Regions from separate parts of the Sus scrofa genome. Here region 1 is linked to region 2. The links are chromatin contacts, called in public Hi-C maps. All regions are on one chromosome and are shown on one strand. Each heading gives the region's core, a stretch centred on a gene start, on an enhancer-like site or on the middle of the called end of the contact. The rest is flanking DNA. Distances are from core to core; before and after follow the strand shown.

Evidence for each region. Hi-C and Micro-C count contacts between places; a contact is called where the count stands out from the background.
Region 1: a contact with region 2 is called in a Hi-C map of skeletal muscle, with 4 times the contacts expected there. The contact joins the promoter of ADAT2 here to the promoter of FUCA2 in region 2. A contact is called at or near these places in 2 of 47 Hi-C or Micro-C datasets (heart right ventricle and skeletal muscle) and 1 of 2 datasets of contacts at active chromatin or transcription factors (alveolar macrophages).

The regions. Positions count from the first base shown.
Region 1 is chr1:21,799,714-21,803,936 of Sscrofa11.1, forward strand. It overlaps ADAT2 (tRNA-specific adenosine deaminase 2), which reads left to right and starts at 1,852. Exons shown (of 6, transcript XM_001924236.5): 1 at 1,852-2,151. The coding sequence starts at 2,056. PEX3 (peroxisomal biogenesis factor 3) reads right to left here and starts at 1,902. Exons shown (of 12, transcript NM_001244185.1): 1 at 1,590-1,902. The coding sequence starts at 1,662.
Region 2 is chr1:21,740,346-21,744,526 of Sscrofa11.1, forward strand. FUCA2 (plasma alpha-L-fucosidase) reads left to right here and starts at 1,847. Exons shown (of 7, transcript XM_021072334.1): 1 at 1,847-2,427. The coding sequence starts at 2,222.

The DNA of each region.
Region 1 (4,223 bases), core at 602-3,101, 59 kb after region 2:
TAGGGCACGAGGATGGAGCCCTCATGAATGGGATTAGCATTTCTTATTAAAGAGGCTTCCCAGAGATCCCTAGCCTCTTCTGTACATGTGGGGATGCAACAAGAAGTCTGCAATCTAGAAGCAAACCCTCACCTTACTGTGATAGCTCCCTCCCTGATCTTAAACTCGCAGCCTCCAGAACTGTGAGAAATAAATGTCTGTTGTTTATAAGCCAGATCATAAGGCTGTTTTGTTACAGCCCCCTGAATGAACTAAATCGCTTGTTTTCATTCCTATTAGATCATAAAGACCATGAAGACAGAGTGGTATAGTGCAGAAAAAGAAGGTGCTTCAGGATCTAAATCACCTGGGTTTGAGTTCTAGCTTCTATGCTACTAACTCTGCGACCCCAAGAAAGTTTTTAAAATTCCTAGGACTCTGGCTCCCTCTTTTTTTTTTTTTTTTTTTTTTTTGGTCTTTTTGCCATTTCTTGGGCCACTCCCGCGGCATATGGAGGTTCCCAGGCTAGGGGTCTAATCGGAGCTGTAGTCTCCGGCCTACGCCAGAGCCACAGCAATGCTGGATCCGAGTCGCGTCTGCAACCTACACCACAGCCCACGGCAACGCCGGATCCTTCACCCACTGAGCAAGGCCAGGGAGCAAACCCACAACCCCATGGTTCCCAGTCGGATTCGTTAACCACTGCGCCACGACAGGAACTCCATCCCTCATTTTTGAATGGGGGTAACAATAACTATCCTGTCATCATCCCACTGAATAGAAGGGCTTTGTATAGGGTCCATTGGACATCCCCAAACTTTTATTCTTCCTTCAAATCCTTACATATTATGACTGTCTTATGAGGAAAAGGGCTGCCAAGATTGTCTGTTTCTACATCTCCTCTCAGCTTGTGAAACTCAATTATATCAGCTAGGTGGGAGCTAATCCCAGTCTGGAAGATCCTGAGGAACACTGCGCAATATCCTGCAAGCACTTTCTTATTGCATAATTTACTGCACACTTTGTATTCTAAAATAGCAGAAACGGCCAAGATATCGATTTGCGTTTCTTTGTTTAGTATATACCTTCCAGTCCTTCAGGACAATTGTGCTGTTTTTGAAAGTTCTAATTAACTTTAAACAACACTCGGACTGCAGGCTTTAGTTAACTCCCCTGGAATATTATGAAACTTCTGCAATGGGCCAATGCCAAACAAAGTATTAGGAGTGCCAAAGAGAAGTGAAAAATCTCACAGGAAAACAAAAGAAGAGAATTCAAAACAAAACATGTATCTACAAGAGAAAGGTGCCTTGAAGAGGAAAGAAAAAAAAGAAAGAAAAGAAAGAAAAAGAATGTGGTGGGTTCTTCCAAGGTCAGTGGTCAGTGTGCAAAAGGGGAGAAACATAGTAATGGGCAGTGTCAGGGCAAAGGGCACAAATTTCACAACCGCAAAGATGTCCAGAACCTTGGGGGTCTGTCAATCACTCCGTTCCCCATCCATGCTTGAACGAATCCTGCACCATGGTTCCCTCCCCTCTATTTTAGAAGACAGACACCTCTCTCCCAAACCCCTTCTCCCAATGCCCCTTTCCAAGAATGCTGTCACCCACCTCCGAGGACCGTCCCCAGGAAGATGCATTTCTTTTTGTGACGTTTCAGAAAATTCCACGTAGATCTCAGCATCTTCAGGCCCCGGGGCTGCGGGCTGCCTGGAAGGTAGGGGGGATGGCTCCCCAAGAAACCGTTTCTTCGTCACCTGGCCCGGAAGACCCGGCTGGACCGCCGTCGTCCCGCTCAGCGTTCTCCAGAAATCACAAACGCGACTTTCCGCAGGGGCTGTCACCGGAGCGGGAAGGGGGCGTGGACTAGAGCTGAGCAGCTGCGCTTTCCGATGCAGCCGGCGCGCCGCCGCCGCCGCTCACTGGTCCGGGGCGCCAAGGTCCGTCCAGAATTCGCTCCCGAGTGTCCCATCGTTCGACTCCCCCGGAAACGGCAGCCCGCACCCGCCGCGTTCCGTTACCAGCGTTCCTCCACTGCGGCGGCCTCTGGCGCTGCGCGCAGCGGCCCGCGTGCAGAATGGAGGCCAAGGGGGAGTCCACGCCGGCCGCCGACGGCGAATGCTCGGTGTCCGCGGAGGAGACCGAAAAGTGGATGGAGCAGGCGATGCAAATGGTGAGGGGAGTGGAGTGGCGGATGTATAGGATGGGAACTTTTCTCCCGCTTATCCAACTGGAGCATTTGTGTCAGGATACGGAAGGTCCCAAGGGTGCTTCCTAGCTAGTCGCTGTAGTCTCGATGGCACTCACATTCTCTGGGTAACAGCTGGCTGTGTTGTTATGAAATTTTCTTTAGCCCATTTTCACAGTGGATCTGAGGAAAGGAAGAGAGGAATACAGAAATTATTTCTTTTTTCACCCGCTGGAATTATGCTTCAGACTTAATCCCTGATCTTCGGGGGCTGCTGCACGTGCGTGCTGCGTCCCCTTCTTTCCTGTGGACACACTCGCAAATCCGCGAAATCACATTATTTTGTGTTTATGACCCCTTGAACCTATCTACTAGAAGGTAGAAAGCTGAGGATGTTTCTGGTAGAGAGCACGATGAAAACAAGCCCCTGTACAGAGCCTCCCATTTATTCATTCATCCATCCATCCATCCATCCTCCCGACCTCTGTTCTTTTTTACTTCTTTCCTTCGCTCCCCTTAGGGCTCCTGGTTAAGGGAGGGCTCCAATCAGATCTGTGTGTAATTCAAGCTTTACCCAGCGAACTCTTTAGTAGGGATAAAAGTGTGTTTGACATATATCTATAAGTACATAGATCGTGCCCACACATATACACGCATATATATTCTTTGACACTTGTTTCTCATAGTTTTTTGAAAGTGACTCACAGTAAAAAAAAAAAATCTGTTTTGTATCACAACCCAGTAAACACACACATAGCCATAATTGAAGCAAAAGTTTCACAGACCAGAGCTTAGCAGTCCCATGTACAATTTTTCTGGTATTTCTTTTTTGTTTCATTTTGAAAAAAATGTTGGCCACGACCTACTGATTTGATTTCATGACCCGTTCTTTAAACCTACATCCACATTTATTTCCTCCATTAAACTAACAGGATACATATCTTTCTATCTGCTACTGTAATGAATGATCACATATGCCTTTAAAAAATCGACTTGTAATTGTATGAATTTATACGGCCTGAACTTCTTTTATGTTACCAAATTCTCCAAGTTGGAGACAAAGAGTTTTCATGTGGTATCAAAATGTCACTTTCCTTCATTTCAATAATGTCGTATGCTAAGTAGTTTTCTTTCTTTCTCTCTCTTTTTTTTTTTTTGTCTTTTTGTTGTTGTTGTTGTTGCTATTTCTTGGGCCGCTCCCGGGGCATATGGAGGTTCCCAGGCTAGGGGTTGAATCGGAGCTGTAGCCACCGGCCTACGCCAGAGCCACAGCAACGCAGGATCCGAGCCGCGTCTGCAACCTACACCACAGCTCACGGCAACGCCAGATCGTTAACCCACTGAGCAAGGGCAGGGACCGAACCCGCAACCTCATGGTTCCTAGTCGGATTCGTTAACCACTGCGCCACGACGGGAACTCTTTTTTTTTTTTTGACTTTTAGGGCCGCACTTGGGGCATATGAAGGTTCCCAGGCTAGAGGTCCAATCAGAGCTACAGCTGCCAGTCTACGCCAGAGCCACAGCGATGCAGGATCCAAGCCATGTCTGCGACCTATACCACAGCTTATGGCAATGCCAGATCTTTAACCTACTGAGCAAGGCCAGGGATTAAACCCATAACCTCATTGTTCCTAGTCGGATATGTTTCCAAATTCCTTTCTGCTGCAACACGATGGGAACTCCTGGCAGCGTCTTAATAAGTAGTGAGGATGATAATGAATGCACGTGAAGGCTAAACTATCTTAGATTAAGCTGCATTTATATCTTCCTATGGGTGAGAGATCTGGAGGGCTGTGGATACTGGAATGGGAAGTTAGAATTTGTGGTCTCTTGTGTTTATTTTCATTTGCTTCGGGAACTGTCCTCAGAGTAATTATGTGAAGCTTGCTTAGATGAAATTTTGAAAGATGCTGCCATCAAGGGCTCAGTAGTGGTTCCAGAAACAGTGGAGTTTAATCATTCATTGAGCTTTTCCACTTTGAATATCAGAAATGTGTTTTCTTTCCATCTTTTCTTTTCCTGTAAGCATCTGTGGTCCTACCATATTGAAACATTTC
Region 2 (4,181 bases), core at 597-3,096:
ATGACCCAGTGGCATTGTGCTGATCAGAAGCTCTGATTAGCACTCTTTAACTGAAATACATGGAAATGTAAATAAGTTATTATATGATAAAAGAAATTTGTTTGGAGGATGGAATTCACATGGGCAAAGGATGAGAAGACAGGGCCCCACTGCCTTGTCACCGGCTATGTCTACCATCCCTCTGAGAGTTCACAACCTCATTTGTCACTGTGAAAACTGTCTTTTACATGTATTGTGCAATCGTCTGCTTCAAAAGATGCCCAGGCACAGTGACTAAAGGTCGATTTTTTGTTGTTATTCAAATATGCCCTGGAGGTTTAGGGGCCACTGAGGTCCTAGATCATTCTAGGATTAAAGACCAGATAATAAAAATTATCACCCCAGTTTATCCCTAACTGAGGCTACTGCAATTGTTAACGATGTTCAGTAGACTGCTGGATCCCTCCTTTCCGTATCCTGAAAATTTGGGGAGCCTTTCTGGTGGAAGCAGTGGTCTTGGGACTCCACTGAACAGCATCAAGGGGGTGAAGGCCCTTATACCTGGGATGACAGTGGTCACTGCTGCTCCCTGTCTTTGCAGAGATAGGAGAATGAGGGCAATAGCTACTTAGTGTCATTTCCTTCTTTCTTCTTTTATAACATTTGTGTAAAGGAAACAAGCAGCCTCAGATGGAGTCACTTATGCTAAACCCCACCAAGACTTAGTAGCTAACTTAACTGCAGTTTCAGCCTCTCCCAGGAGTGGAATTTTATACCAATCAGTCTGAAATGACCCAATCAGCAACTAGTGAGGTAATCTTACCTGGACCCCTTGCATTTCCCTAAGGGAAGGTGACCTTATCTAAAATAACACACTCTTTGAACTTCCTTGTTCCACCCTCCTTTTGCCTGAAAAAATCTATTTTGTACAACTCCATGGGTCACCTTTTTATTTGCTAGATAGGAGGCTGCCTGTTCATGAATCGTTGAACGAAGCCAATTTGATCTTTTTTGCTCCACTGACGTTTGTTTTTTGAACACAGTCGATAGAACCCAGGTTTGCTGAAGGACTTCAACGAATGTGCTTTGAGTGCTGCTCTACCCAGGCTCTGCTGTAAATGCAGAAACTACAGAAAGGAATGTCCCTATTCCTTTCTTCAGGGTGCTCACACACAGCCTAGTGGGAAATGAAATCTGTATCCTAACAAGACAAGCCGTGGACGCCTGTATTAGTGGTTGGAATGAGGTGTTAATGGAAACACACAGGAGGGAGGGTGGTGACAGCTTCACAGAGGCAGTGACATTTGACCTAGTGCAGGGAAAGATGAGAGGGTTTTTTGTTTTGTGTGTGTGTCTGTATTTCGTTTTGTTTTGTTTTTTCTGGAGCAGAGAGGTGGGGGTTCTGGCTTTTCTTAACATGGGGAGACAGCTTCTGACTGATGTTCCTTGATTAATCATTCCAGGTTTCTGGCTTCTTTCCCAAGCCTGCAGATTCTTAAGCATTCATTTCACTGGCTTCACCTGCCTTAGATCACCTTGTTTTCTCTTGCAGGGTTTCTCAAAGTTTGGTGCTCAGACCAGCAAGATCGTCTCTTGGTTAGAAATTCAAATACTGGGTTCCCAACCAGAATTGGAAATGCTTGGAAATGTCACCTGATACAGGCTCAAAGAAGTTGAGAGTCACAGTTCTAAACACACCCAGGGCCTTTGCCAGGAGCAGGGGCGGGTGGGATGAGGTGCAAGTGGCGTGTAAAATGCAGAGGCTGAGAATGATCTGGGCAGAGGCTGAGGATGATCTGGGCTTTTCCGTGCCACGAGCCTGGGCGGGAGGAGATGAGCCATCTGAGGTTCCCTGCCTTGGTCTTCCGGTCCACGGTTCCACATGGGTTGGTCTGTCGCGTGCTTTCTCCAGCAGTTTCTGGAAGGATCCTGTGGCTTCAAGGGAGAGGCAGTCCCACGAGTCCCTGAACCGGACTCGTTTTTCTCCCCAAAGCGGATAGACAGGAGGCTTGGCTGAGCAGCCTCAGGGTTGGCTTTGGGCCCCCTCAGTTGTGCAAGTGAGCGATGCAGGCCTCCTGGGGTCCTTTGGCTCCCCGAGCCAGAACCGGAGCCACTCCCATCCCAGCGGGGAGGGAGCCTTACTCCAAGGTCAGGTGACCGTTACGACTCGCAGTCAGCCAGGGACGCGGAAGGGCGGCCGCTGGCAGGCCCTGGTGAGCGGACGGGAGTGCAGGCGCGGGCCATGAGGTCCCTGGAGCTACCCCGGCTCCCGCTGCTGCTGCTTCTGCTGCTGCCGCAGGGCCCCGCTGGCGGCGCAGCGCGATTCGACCCCACCTGGGAGTCCCTGGACGCTCGCCAGTTGCCCGGCTGGTTCGACCAGGCGAAGTTCGGCATCTTCGTCCACTGGGGCGTGTTCTCCGTGCCCAGTTTTGGGAGCGAATGGTTCTGGTGAGTGCGCCTCCCTCCGTCTCCTCTGACCCTGCTTTGGTTCCCTCCAGCCCGACCCAGATCCCGCCTTTGCGGCTTTGTTTTGCCCTCTAGTCAGTTTCGCCTCCTGCTGTTTTAACTGCATTTGGCATTTCCGGGTGTTAAGTGTGTAATTTATTGTGTTAGTGGTTCGTGCTGATGAACGCTGAATTTTTCTTCCCTGTGACTGCAGGAGTTGTCAGACACTTCATGTGGCTCCCGCTTCTCAGCTTGTTGATGATTACACTTATTACGTTGTAGTTCTCACTCTGCAGCCTCCGAGTGACAGAAACAGCAGGAAGTAATCTACTTGTGTGGGGTGAGATGGTGAAGCTTGGGCCTAAACCGCAGTCCATTGAGATACAGACTCGATGTCCCACCGCTGTTCCGCTGCTACCTGTCAATTTTCAGTTGTTCTGCCATGAAGTGTGATTTAAACATACATGTATGTGTTTGTGAAACTAAAACTGACAGCACCTATGACTTGAACCCAGCCAGAACCCAGACCGGGACCTGAACCCAGGTGCCAGGGACTCGAACCCAGCCTAGACCCAGATGGGGACTTGAACCAACAGCGTGTAAATTAGACTCACTTCCCTGGTGTCTGGACTTGCCAAGGTTCAGGTTCTTTATGCCTCCATACAGAAGGAATTCAGCGAAAGACAAAGAGATGCGCAAGAAATAGGTTTACTAAGATAGGATTATTGCGAGAGATGCAAGCTGGCCGGAAAGGAGGCGCTGCCCTGAGGATTAGGTGGGCTACAGTTTTATTATCCAAGGGGAGTGGGGATGGGAAAGACCGCCTCTACCTCTTTCTTTGAGTAGTAGCGCCTCCTTAGTATCATGTAAGGGAGTATTTGACCTATAAGGCCAAACTAGGACTGTCTTGGTACTTATTCAAATCAGCAGAAGGAAGGTCCTTAAACTTCTGCCCTTGGTTTGAACCTGAATGCAGGCCTCACCCCCACCCCCTACCTAATGACCTGAGGCATATCTTGAGCCTCCACTAGTCAAGTAAGCCTACCTTGGTCTGATGGTTTTCTTGAGCAATTATTAACTTACCATGGTCTCCCAAAGTTCCCTAGGTTTCCCTCTCTATCTAGGGCCCCTTATTGGGACTTCTATAAACTACCTGTGTAACTATCCTTTTCCATCCCTATCAAAACTTCTATTCATTTGGGCATTCACCAGCTCTTTAACATTAAAATGTTACCACACATGGCTCATAGAACAATTTTTTTGAAAAGACTATTAACTCTAAAAAAAAAAAAAAAAAAAACCCAAGGATTCTTTTTTTTGGCTGCACCTTGGCATATGGAAGTACCCAGGCCAGGGATCAAACCCGTGTCTTAGCAGTGACTGGAGGGAACGCCCCAAAATTCCAAGTATTAATACACTATTATGTGAAAAGTACTACACAAAAAAATTGCTCTTTAGGTTTTTGCCTTGATATTTATAAATGTGCATGTAGTCCCTTTCAACTTTGAACTCTCACATATCTTTCCTAATTAAAAACATAAGGTATTTTAAACTCTTCAAGATAAAAAGTTATTATATATATGTGTGTGTGTGTGTGTGTGTGTGTGTGTATATACACACAATACATACATATATAATATATTCCTAAGTAAAAAAAATTAACTGAGTATTTAAATCTATTTTATACTATATACATAGTGTACAAAAATATACCATGTCTGTTAGATAAGTCAACTGAAAAAAAAGCATAGTGTGAG